Regions from separate parts of the Rattus norvegicus genome. Here region 2 is linked to region 1. The links are chromatin contacts, called in public Hi-C maps. All regions are on one chromosome and are shown on one strand. Each heading gives the region's core, a stretch centred on a gene start, on an enhancer-like site or on the middle of the called end of the contact. The rest is flanking DNA. Distances are from core to core; before and after follow the strand shown.

What was found. Hi-C and Micro-C count contacts between places; a contact is called where the count stands out from the background.
Region 2: a contact with region 1 is called in a Hi-C map of liver, with 2.0 times the contacts expected there. The contact joins the enhancer-like site here to the promoter of Serp2 in region 1. A contact is called at or near these places in 4 of 12 Hi-C or Micro-C datasets (hepatocytes, kidney and liver).

Annotation. Positions count from the first base shown.
Region 1 is chr15:58,311,191-58,316,112 of GRCr8, forward strand. It overlaps Serp2 (stress-associated endoplasmic reticulum protein family member 2), which reads right to left and starts at 2,034. Exons shown (of 3, transcript NM_001394792.1): 1 at 1,767-2,034. The coding sequence starts at 1,850. It overlaps LOC120097114 (a long non-coding RNA gene), which reads left to right and starts at 2,260. Exons shown (of 2, transcript XR_005494361.2): 1 at 2,260-2,370; 2 at 2,498-2,839.
Region 2 is chr15:58,475,068-58,480,119 of GRCr8, forward strand. The region is part of intron 1 of LOC102546462 (a long non-coding RNA gene); the gene reads left to right. Among named protein-coding and RNA genes, the nearest start is that of Serp2, 160 kb to the left of the region's middle. Within about 2 kb of position 1,419, at least 7 of the 93 cell types and tissues checked have an H3K27ac peak or open chromatin away from gene starts, as enhancers often do. A contact at or near this core is called in hepatocytes, kidney and liver, where this site is marked.

The sequences.
Region 1 (4,922 bases), core at 784-3,283:
TGGATGCTGATCCACTTACAATGTGACTAACCAAACGCCCCCTCAAAACAACTGGAAGCAGTTTATGGGGGCTTGGTTTTGAAGCCTTCCATTACAAATTTAGTCTGGTCAGTTACAGGTCCTCGTAGGCGCCACAGCATTGTTGAGGAGGGCCATCCGTGGTACAGCAGAACCTTTTAAGTGCACTTATACCATACATTAAATGGGATTTAATGTAGCTGGGAAAGTTGTGTTGGATTGCAGATGGCTGGTTACATCCACTACAGAGCCTTTTCCTGTTTTATTTTCTTATTTTGAAGCCAACAATTTTTTTTCTTTGTTTTAGGCCCTCAACATTCTCTCAAGTCTATGGAGGCCAATGGGGAAAACAGCCTTGCAGATAACTCAGTGCTTGAGTCCTTGCCCTGGCCCCCACAGAAGCTGTCAGCTGAGATCATTTTACCTCTGAACTCGGTTTCCTTCACTCATTAGGAAGAACCACGTCTACTTATTTCCACTATGTCAGCAGATGGGTCTGCCACCTTGAGAAGGAAGAAATGAACTGCTAGGAGCATAAAATAATTGCCTTTAATGTCAACTTGGGCAGTGGCGCCCCACCCCCACCCAGTAAAACCTCATGGGGGAAACAGAACCCTGCGAAAAATGTGGTTCCCATTCTATGGTGCCTTGGCATTTTGTCTCCTCTAATCTCAGCTAAATGCTCTAGTTCCCCAAAGAAGGAATTTTAAGGGTTACTTAAGCCTGGAACTGTGTATAAAGCTCTGAGTGGAGTTTGACGTCATGGCTTCTCTGCCACAATTCTGCTTGGTTTAACAAGGATTCCGGTGTGATGACTACATATCCAGCTTTTCCCTCAGTTAATCAAACCAACATAATGTCTTTGCTAAAAGGCATTGCCTCATCAAGTCTGCGTTTCCAGACAAACCCCAAGCTTCGGCTGGACTTCCCCTTAATCTTAGGGGATAATAGATTCCAGGCGCCTTTGCAAACCAGTTCTTCGAATCCGATGCAACCCACTCAAGCCTTGGATGGTTCAAAGTCACAGGCCTGACGTTTTCTGTAACAGACAACCTGGTTTCCTTAAGGAAACCTCTGCACTTACGGTACATAGCTTACTTAAGATTCCAGGGGTAAAGCTTTAATACACAGTCTGGAAGCAAAGAACCCCGGGCAATAAGATGGTCTCTACAGTTACAGCATCATAATGAGCCAGAATCTATAGGGTGAACGATAGGCAGTAACGAAGAGAAAGAGGAGGGTGGAGCGAAATGTAGCTCGGAAACTCACGCCCTACTTTAAATCCTTTCAGTATGTACATACAGGGAGAAGAGACAAAAAAAGGTGGAAAGAAAACCTTAGCATGGGGGTAGGGAGGGTCCAGGGGCGGAGTCTAGAACTGGGGATAAGTGGCATTCTATCATTCGTTCGTTCCCTCATTCATTCATTCATTCATTCATTCATTCATTCATTCACCTACTAGGCTTTTAGCCCAGTTGGTTTCATTGGCCCCTTAAGATGCAGCTTTTAGCCTTTTTCAAGGACGATGGCTCATTCTCTTCTGGAGAGGCTCCACCAACCAGAGCCCTCTCCGCCCATGAGAAAGCAGAGCAGTCTGCGCCCCCAGAGCCCGGCTGGGTCCCCCAGCCTGCGGGACCCCGGAGGAGGGGCTGGGAGGCCTGGCTCGGAGCCCGTGGCCCGCCCGCTCCGCCCCGCTCCGCCCCGCGGGTCCTGCCAGCTCGGCCCGGCCGGCGCCGCCCCCGCCTTACCAAGGTTTTGGCTACGTTTCCCCTCTGGGTGATGTTTTTGCTGTGCTTCTCGTTAGCCATCCGGATCCGCTGTTTGGCCACCATGGCTTGGGCGCTTGGAGATGCTCTCGACTCCCACCTGCAAGGATGGCCGGGATGAGCCGTAGCCGCAAGGCCCCGCGGCTTGCCCGGGCGCTGCAGGTGGCAAGGCGCGGCCGAGCCCCGCACACCCCGCTCCCCGAGCCCCAGCCAGCCGGCTCCAGAGAGAGGCCAGCGCGCGGACGGAAGTAATCTCTCATCTCAGGAAACCCTCTCCGACTTCCTCGCCATCCTTCCGGTCCCCCCAGCTACCTACCCTACGCGGCCACCGAGGCAGGAGGCGGGAAGCGGGAGGCGGGCGCTGCTACAGCGCCGCGCGCCGAGCCAAGGGCACCGTGGCCCAGGGTGTCCGGGTCCTGAGATCGAACGCTGCGGGGCATAGGGTTCGGGCGACCGGGCGTTTGTGCGTGCGTGGGGGGTGGGGACGCAGCCGCACCCAGCCTGGTGACCTCTGACTGTTTCATGACCACCTCGGGCCAGGCAGGGATTGGGGCACTGGTGCTTCAAGCTGAAGGCTAGACCCTAGGTAGTGAGCGCTGAGCCTCAGAAAGCAAATTGAGCCTGACCAGGTTTGGGTAGTACTGTTGGGAAACACCCTGAAGGAACCTGCCCTTTAGGTGTCTGAGGAAACCCCACTTTGGCACTTTCTACAGGGTTGTGCGAAGAGACCCTTTGTGACATAGGAAGAGGAGCCGGAAAGCCTCAGGGTCGAGTTGGACCAGGCCTTCTCACCTTGGTAGTGGTGGGCATCACACTAGTAGATTGACCGCGAAACAACTGAGTGGACCATAAAGGGCGAAGAGATAGTAAGCCTACGGCACAGGAAGATTTTGATGGTCACTACCCATAGCCAAAGTGTTGACCAAGCTTGAACTCCCACCACCAGCACCACCACCACCACCACTGCCTTGGGGCATCTTGGACCTTCTCAGCTACTGTGTGTGGTCTCCCAGACAAGTACTGGGATTTGCTATTCAGTAAAAGGACAAAACCAATGTTTGAATCTCCAGATGCTGACACCAAGCTGTAGCTAGTAAAGGAGGAGCTTAACTGCTCATCTTTCCATAGCAAACAGGCTCCTTGGAGCCCAGGAGGAGGAAAATCTGGGGAAGCGGGAAGAGGTGATCCAGGGTTAGGGCAACACAAAATAACACTACAGAGCGAGGAACGAGAGCTGTGTAGACCAGATATGGCTGAGACATCTCTCATCCTATCTTCCAGCATCCTCCAAACATCTGGAGGCTGTTTCAATGGGCTCTGGTATGGGCAGAATTTATGTGGTAGGAAGCTAGGAAGAGCTCTTTTGATACCATTTGTCTTAGTTTGGGTTTCTGTTGTTGGGATGAAACTCAAACAGGGCAGGAACTTGGAGTCAGGAACCTGGGGGCAGGAACCTGGAGGCAGGAGCTGATGCAGAGGCCATGGAGGGTGCTGCTGACTGGTTACTTTTTCTGGCTTGCTCAGCCTGCTTTCTCATAGACTCTAGGACCACCAGCTCAGGGACGGCACCACCCACCATGGGCTGGGCCCTTCCCCTTCATTCCATACTTAAGGGAACGCCTTACAGTTGGATCTCATAGACATTTCTCAGCTGATGAACCTTCCACTCTGAAGACGCTAGCTTGGGTCAAGTCAGACAAAACCAGCCCATACACCCTTCTATCAACTGGTTAGAAATCTTTTCACTTGAATGACCAACTACTGGCTTCATAAACATTATGAACAGCCACCAACATCACAGGACCATTTGAGACTTCTCTGGTCCCTGTTTTTAAGGACCACTGACTTTTATGTAGGGGAAGTGTTTGGGCATCTCTACCTCCTGAGAAGGGCTATTATATAAGACCCATGGGTGCTTCTGTCTGTCCCTCAGTTACTTCAGTAACTAGGCAGAGTAAGGGCCAATTCTCACTGAAGCTGACGAGAGACCAGGCTCAGGGGGACATTCAGAGTAGTGAGGTTGAAAGGCTGTTTCTACTTTGAGACTTCAAGCAGTATTCCTAGCTCCACAGAGGCAACCTTATTGAGGGAAATTTATTATTTCTTGTTCTTTGTTTTGTTTGTTAGGGAACAATCTTATGCCTTTAATTTTTACTTTATGACATTTTAAATTAGTTTTAATTAAATAGAGGACCTGTTCACAGTGAAAAGTCCAGGGAAAAACCCTCTATTCCCGCATTTTCCAAGTTGCTTTCCTAGTATTCAATTAGTCATCTATCTAGCATCTATATCTATCTATCTATCTATCTATCTATCTATCTATCTATCTATCTATCTATCTATCTATCTATGTACCTACCCACCTATCTGTCATCAGCCTGCCCATTTTTAGACTCCCTTCAAAAGTTCAAATAGAAGCAGAGTGTGGCAATGAAGATCTATTCCCACATTCCAGAGGCTGACACAGGGGAGTCTCTGTTTAAGGCCAGCCTAGGCTATATATGAAGACCCTACTTTACAAGGAAAACAAAACTACCAAGGCAAATGGAGTGATGCCTTTCTGTCACCTTGCTGTCTCCGTGCTTAATGTATCAAGAGCTCTGTTGTAACTCTATACAGTAACCCCTGTTTTACACTTGCCCCCACAATATGAATATATAGTGATATATCGGACAGTGCCATTGGTAGGTGGTTACCAACACCCTTCGTTGAACAATAATATCTTTATTGGTTGAACAACCCCCAGTAAAGCATCTCTGTGCATGTAATTTTATGCACCTTTGCAGGTATAACTATGTGATATTGGGGAGTATATCATTATTGTAACTGTACTTCCTTCCTGGCAAGCTTCTCCAACCTTGAAATCTCTATATTAACCTGAATGCCTTTTGTTTGCTAAACAGCACTCGGGTTGAAGGGGTCCTGAGTAGCTTATAGATGGAGAATGGTCACTAGAAAGACCAAAGCATGACTTGAGTTGGGACTTTTGTTCCTGTTCCAAACCCCCAGAGAAGGAAGAATGGCCACAAGTTGAGTTGATTACCAAACCAATGATGCAACCAACCACATCAGAGTAATAAAGATTTAATAGAATCCTTAAAATATTTCATTGAGCGAGTCCCTGGGTGGCCAAGCATG
Region 2 (5,052 bases), core at 169-2,668, 160 kb after region 1:
TTGGAAAAGGACTGGGGAAATGGTGCCAGTGCTAGCCCCTGGCATGCTGGAGGTAATTGATCATGGAGTTTCTCACTGAGGTTTGGGCAGTGGTAACATTTAGCGACTTGCCAGTGCAGAACCTTCCCAGAGGACCCAGAACCCAATCTGCTTAAGGGTCTCAGAAGCCTGAGTTTTGCTACTTTTAAGTCCATGTTTTTCTTTGAGGTTAAACTGAATGGATCAGGGGTGATCAGCGAGCTGCAAGGACTGAGCTGTGCCCTCACTCTAAGTGGACCGACTACAAATGATGGGGAAAAATAGCACACATATTCTCAGTCCAAGCTTCAAACACTTTTGCCTCAGGTCCAGCAAAATGGGAACGTGCAGATATCCAGGACCGTGCTTGTTTCTTTTACCCAGCCCTTCCCCCTCCAGGAAGTGCCCTTTTTGTCACCAAGACCCTCCCTGGAAGACCACATTCCCCTCTTTCACTTCATCCCTTAATGATGAGCTGGCACCAAGAATTCATTGCTTGATGGTGGCCTTAGACATACGAGACATACGAAAGCCGCAGCATACGTTACAGGGATAAAAGTAGACACGTGAATGGTTTTTCTAGGTCATGCCTGGTGGGGTCAGTGGTCTTTTTGCAATGGGAGAGGCTGCCTGCCTGTCCTGAATGGAAGAAGGATTCAGGAAATAGAGCTCACAGGGTGACTGTTGCTGGTGATTTCTCTTCTCCATGCTGGGGCTGGCAGTGGCTACTCAAAGGCATCTGTCCCCTGCTTGGGCCTCTGTGACATATGCCAACACCTTCCGTTTGCTTAGGTAAGAGCACACTCGCTGTCTTTGATGTAAAGGTGAAAGCTTTTGTTTTTCTTGCCCAATTTGAACTGAATCCTTCTGCAGGAGCTCCCTACCCCAGCGCCCATTACAGTATTTCCCTTTCAAAGCATCTAGGGCCTCTCAGCAGCAGCCTCATTGGCAGCAGGCAACAAGAACCAAGGAGACTCAACTCTAACATAGTCTTTGAACTCCCTTCTCCATGGATGCCCTAGCTTCAGCCAGCTTACCCAGCTGTTTGCTTTGCCTAACCCAAGTTGGAGTGCCACCAGTTGGGTCCCAGACTGTTGACCTTGGCTCTGATATGGGATTTTAAAACACAGCTCTTTTGAAATTTCCTTTCATGGATTTGCAGTGATACCCGGTCACAGAATTCTGGCTCAGTGCCTGCCTCGGGTGTGGGAGTTGGATTCAGACAGGGCCATGGAACCTTCCACATCTCTCTTATCTGTTAGGAGAAGGTGGGAGTAACTGAGCTGAAAATGGAAGATCATTAACAAGCTTGCAAAGGCACCGCCAGACATTCCCATGAAGCCCCAGCTTCTGACCTGGCTCTAATGCCACACTATGCAGGGGTTACTTAACTACTAAAAGGTTAAAGGTGCTGACTCATGAATTCAGTGTTTGGCAGGAGACCTCCAGTGCTGCACCACAGCTCCGACTGATGTGGTGTCTAAAAATTAACTGAAGGAAGAGCTTGGGGGTTGTTCCAGAAGAACACCAAAGAATGTAAACCTGGTGGTAGAGACCAGTCCTCTCGGCACTCAGGGCTTAAGAGCACAAACAGTGTGCACTGTGTAGCTTTCAGAGAAGTGTGAACCCGCTAGTGAAGTGTGAACCTGCTAGTGAAGTGTGAGGGATTTGTTGGTGGTGGTTTTTTCTTTTGTTTCCGTTTTGTTTTTGTCTACTTGGGTAAGGTAAGAAAGAGTTGCTGCAGTGTGCCTTCATGACCTGGAGGGGTTTCCCACACTTCAGGTGACGGTGAGATGAAGTTCATGAGCACAAGATCCAGCACCACACCTTTGCACACACATCCCAGTCCTAAGATTTGCACACCCACATCAGTCCTAACATCTCCTGATTAGAGTTATTAGTCTTTCAGGATTTTATATTGTATGGTCACGACCTGGCCAACTCTTTAATGTTTGGTATATGATCAGTTGGCCATTCATTCTCTCACTGAATATTTTCTGATCATATTGGAAGTGCCATACACCATGGCATGAGGCATAGCAGTAACAACACCAACGCTCTTCGCCCAGTCAGAGCCATGCTGTCCAGAGCTCTGGTACATACCATTCCGAAGGATAATATTCAGAAGCTTAGTGAAAGTATAGGGTTTTAGAAAACAGAGTAGAGTGACCAGGCCTGGTTGCGGGAGAAATGTTCCTTGAGACAGTGACTTTGGCATTCATGAAAGAATATTTGGCTGTGCTCTTAGGTAGGGTAACTACCCACTCACGTCAGCTGTGATCCAGCCACTTGCAAGCAGCCTCCAAATTTGGAGGTGCCCATCACGCCAGGGTTCCCGTTAGGGCAGAACTGGATTTAATGAGCTGGGGAAGACACACAGGAGGGGAAGGAGACATTGTGAGCAAAATCAAAACCTCTCTAAATTGAGCAATCTTTGATTTGGTTTTGATTTTGCTCACAATGTCTCCTATGACTTCTGTGAGTTTCTAGAATCCACACCTTTAACTCTGTACTGAGAATGTTACATACACTATTTTCAGAAACATTTCTCTTCTGCCACCCTCTTTGCTTTGCCTAGTTTAAATATCTTATCTAAGAAGACTTCCCTCAATCCCTCAGTGTAGGCCAGCTTAGTTTTCCCTGCCATTAGTGAGTATCTAAGTGGGTGTCTTAGGATTTTACTGTTGTGAACAGACACCGTGACCAAGACAGTTTTTATGAGGACAACATTTAATTGGGGGTGGGTTATAGGTTCAGAGGTTTAGTCGATTATCAAGGCAAGAGTATGGCAGCCTCCAGGCAGGCATGGTGTAGGAGGAGCTAAGAGTTTTACATCTTGCTCCCAAGGTAAACAGGAGAAGACTGGCTCCCACCAGGCTAGGAGGGGAGTCTCAATGTTCACCCCCACTGTGACACACTTACTCCAACAAGGCTACACCTACTCTAACAAGACCACACCTCCTAATAGTGCCACTCCCTGAGTTAGGCATATTCAAACCACCACATTCCACTCCCTGGCCCCCATAGGCTTGTTCAAACACATGAGTCTATGGGAGCCATACCTAGCCATAGCAAAATAACAATTTATAAATAACATTTAATCCAACTTCAAAAATCCCATAGTCTATAACAGCCTCGACAATGTTAAAAATCAAAGTTCAAAGTCTCTTCTGAGATTCATGCAGTCTCTTAACTATAATCCTATATAAAGTTAAAAATACTGGACCAAAGTGAACCAGCTGGACAAACTCCAAACTCCTTGTCTCCATGTCTGATGTCAAAGCACTCTTCACATCTCCAACTCCTTTCACCCTTGTTGACTGCTGTTGGCACTCAGCAGCACTAAACTTCATTCTTTTGGGCTGTTTCCACTCCGTTAGCAGCTTTCATTGGCAAGGTGTTCCATGGCTCTGACGTCTCTAACATCTTGAGGTATCTAGAGCAACTTTACCTTCACAGCTTTTTGTTCCAATGTCTGGGATCCACACACAATCTTCTGGGCTCCTCCAAAGGACATGGGTCCCATCTTCAGCTCTGCCCTCTGTAGTACTCTAGGCTCTGGTTGAATTCACTCCACTGCTGCTGCTGCTGTTCTTGGTGGTCATCCCATGGTACTCACATCTCCAATACCCTGGGGTCTTCTGCTGCGACTGGGCTTCACCAATAGCCTCTCACAGGCTCCTTTCATGGTGCCAAGTCTCAGCTTCTTTGTATGATCCCTTAAGTCCTGGGCTATCAACTGCAGCTGAGGGTGCACCTTCACCAGTTGCATTTCTTGCCCTCTCACAGTGCCAAAGCCTCAGCTGCTCTCCATGACCTCTTAATGTGACTTCTACATTACCAAGTCCGGCTGCAGCATGAGGTACAACCTTGGCTATCTCTGGAACACAGCTTCTTTGTGCTCTCAGAAAACACTTTCCAGGAGATTTCATTTCAGTGATGCTGGTCTTTTCTTAATCACCGCTAATTTCTTAGCTCCAGTTAACCAGCATCAATTGTCCCAGTAGTCCCTTCTTGCTTTGACTCTAAAGCCAGAGCCACATGGCTGAAGCTGCCGAGTACTGCTGCTTGCTGGAACTGGAGCATGACCCCTTTGCTCTATTATATTATCACCAGCTTTCTGTTTTCCAACTCCTTTAGTGCCTAAACTTGACTGTCCTGAACCTTGCTCTGTAGATTAACTTTGAACTAACCACCATGCCTGGACCTACACTTAGCTGGGTGAGATCTTGCCCCAAGGTCACCACCCCTTTGTAAGCTTGCTATGCTTGTTCAAAAATGCTCTTCATGAGACTTAACCAGAGAACTAAGTCTATACTGGATTTTCTGAGACTTCCTTCTCTTCACCTTAGCCTCAGGCAGATTCTTCAGACAAGGGCAAAAAGTAGCCACGCTCTTCACAAAAATATCACAAGATCTCTAGGCCACATACTAACATTCTTCTCCTTTGAAACCCCTCAGGCCAGGTCTGCATAGTTCAAATCACTCTCAGCAACAAACTTTCCCATAGTCCTACTAGGATAACTCATTAAGCCCCACTTAAAGGATTCCACTGCTTTCAAAATCCAAAGCCCCCAAATCTACATTCTTTCAAACAAAAGCATGGTTAGGCCTATCACAGAAATACCCCAGTCTCTGGTACCAGCTTCTGTCTTAGGGTTTTACTGCTGTGAAGAGACACCATGACCAAGGCAGTTCTTATAAGGACAACATTTAATTGGGGCTGGCTTGTAGGTCCAGAGGTTCAGTTCATTATCACCTAGGCAGGAGCATGGCAGTGCCCAGGCAGGCATGGTGCAGGGGGAGCGGAGAGTTCTACATCCTCATCTGAAGGCATTTAGAATAATATTGGCTTCCAGGCAGCTAAGATGAGGGTCTCAAATACCACACCCGCAGTGACACATCTACTCAAACCAGTTCATACCTCCTAGTAGTGCTACTCTCTGGGGCAAGCATGTATTAAACCATCACAGGAGATAAAGACGAAGACGGTAGAACTACCATGACCACCAGAAGTCAGCAGAGCAAGCATAG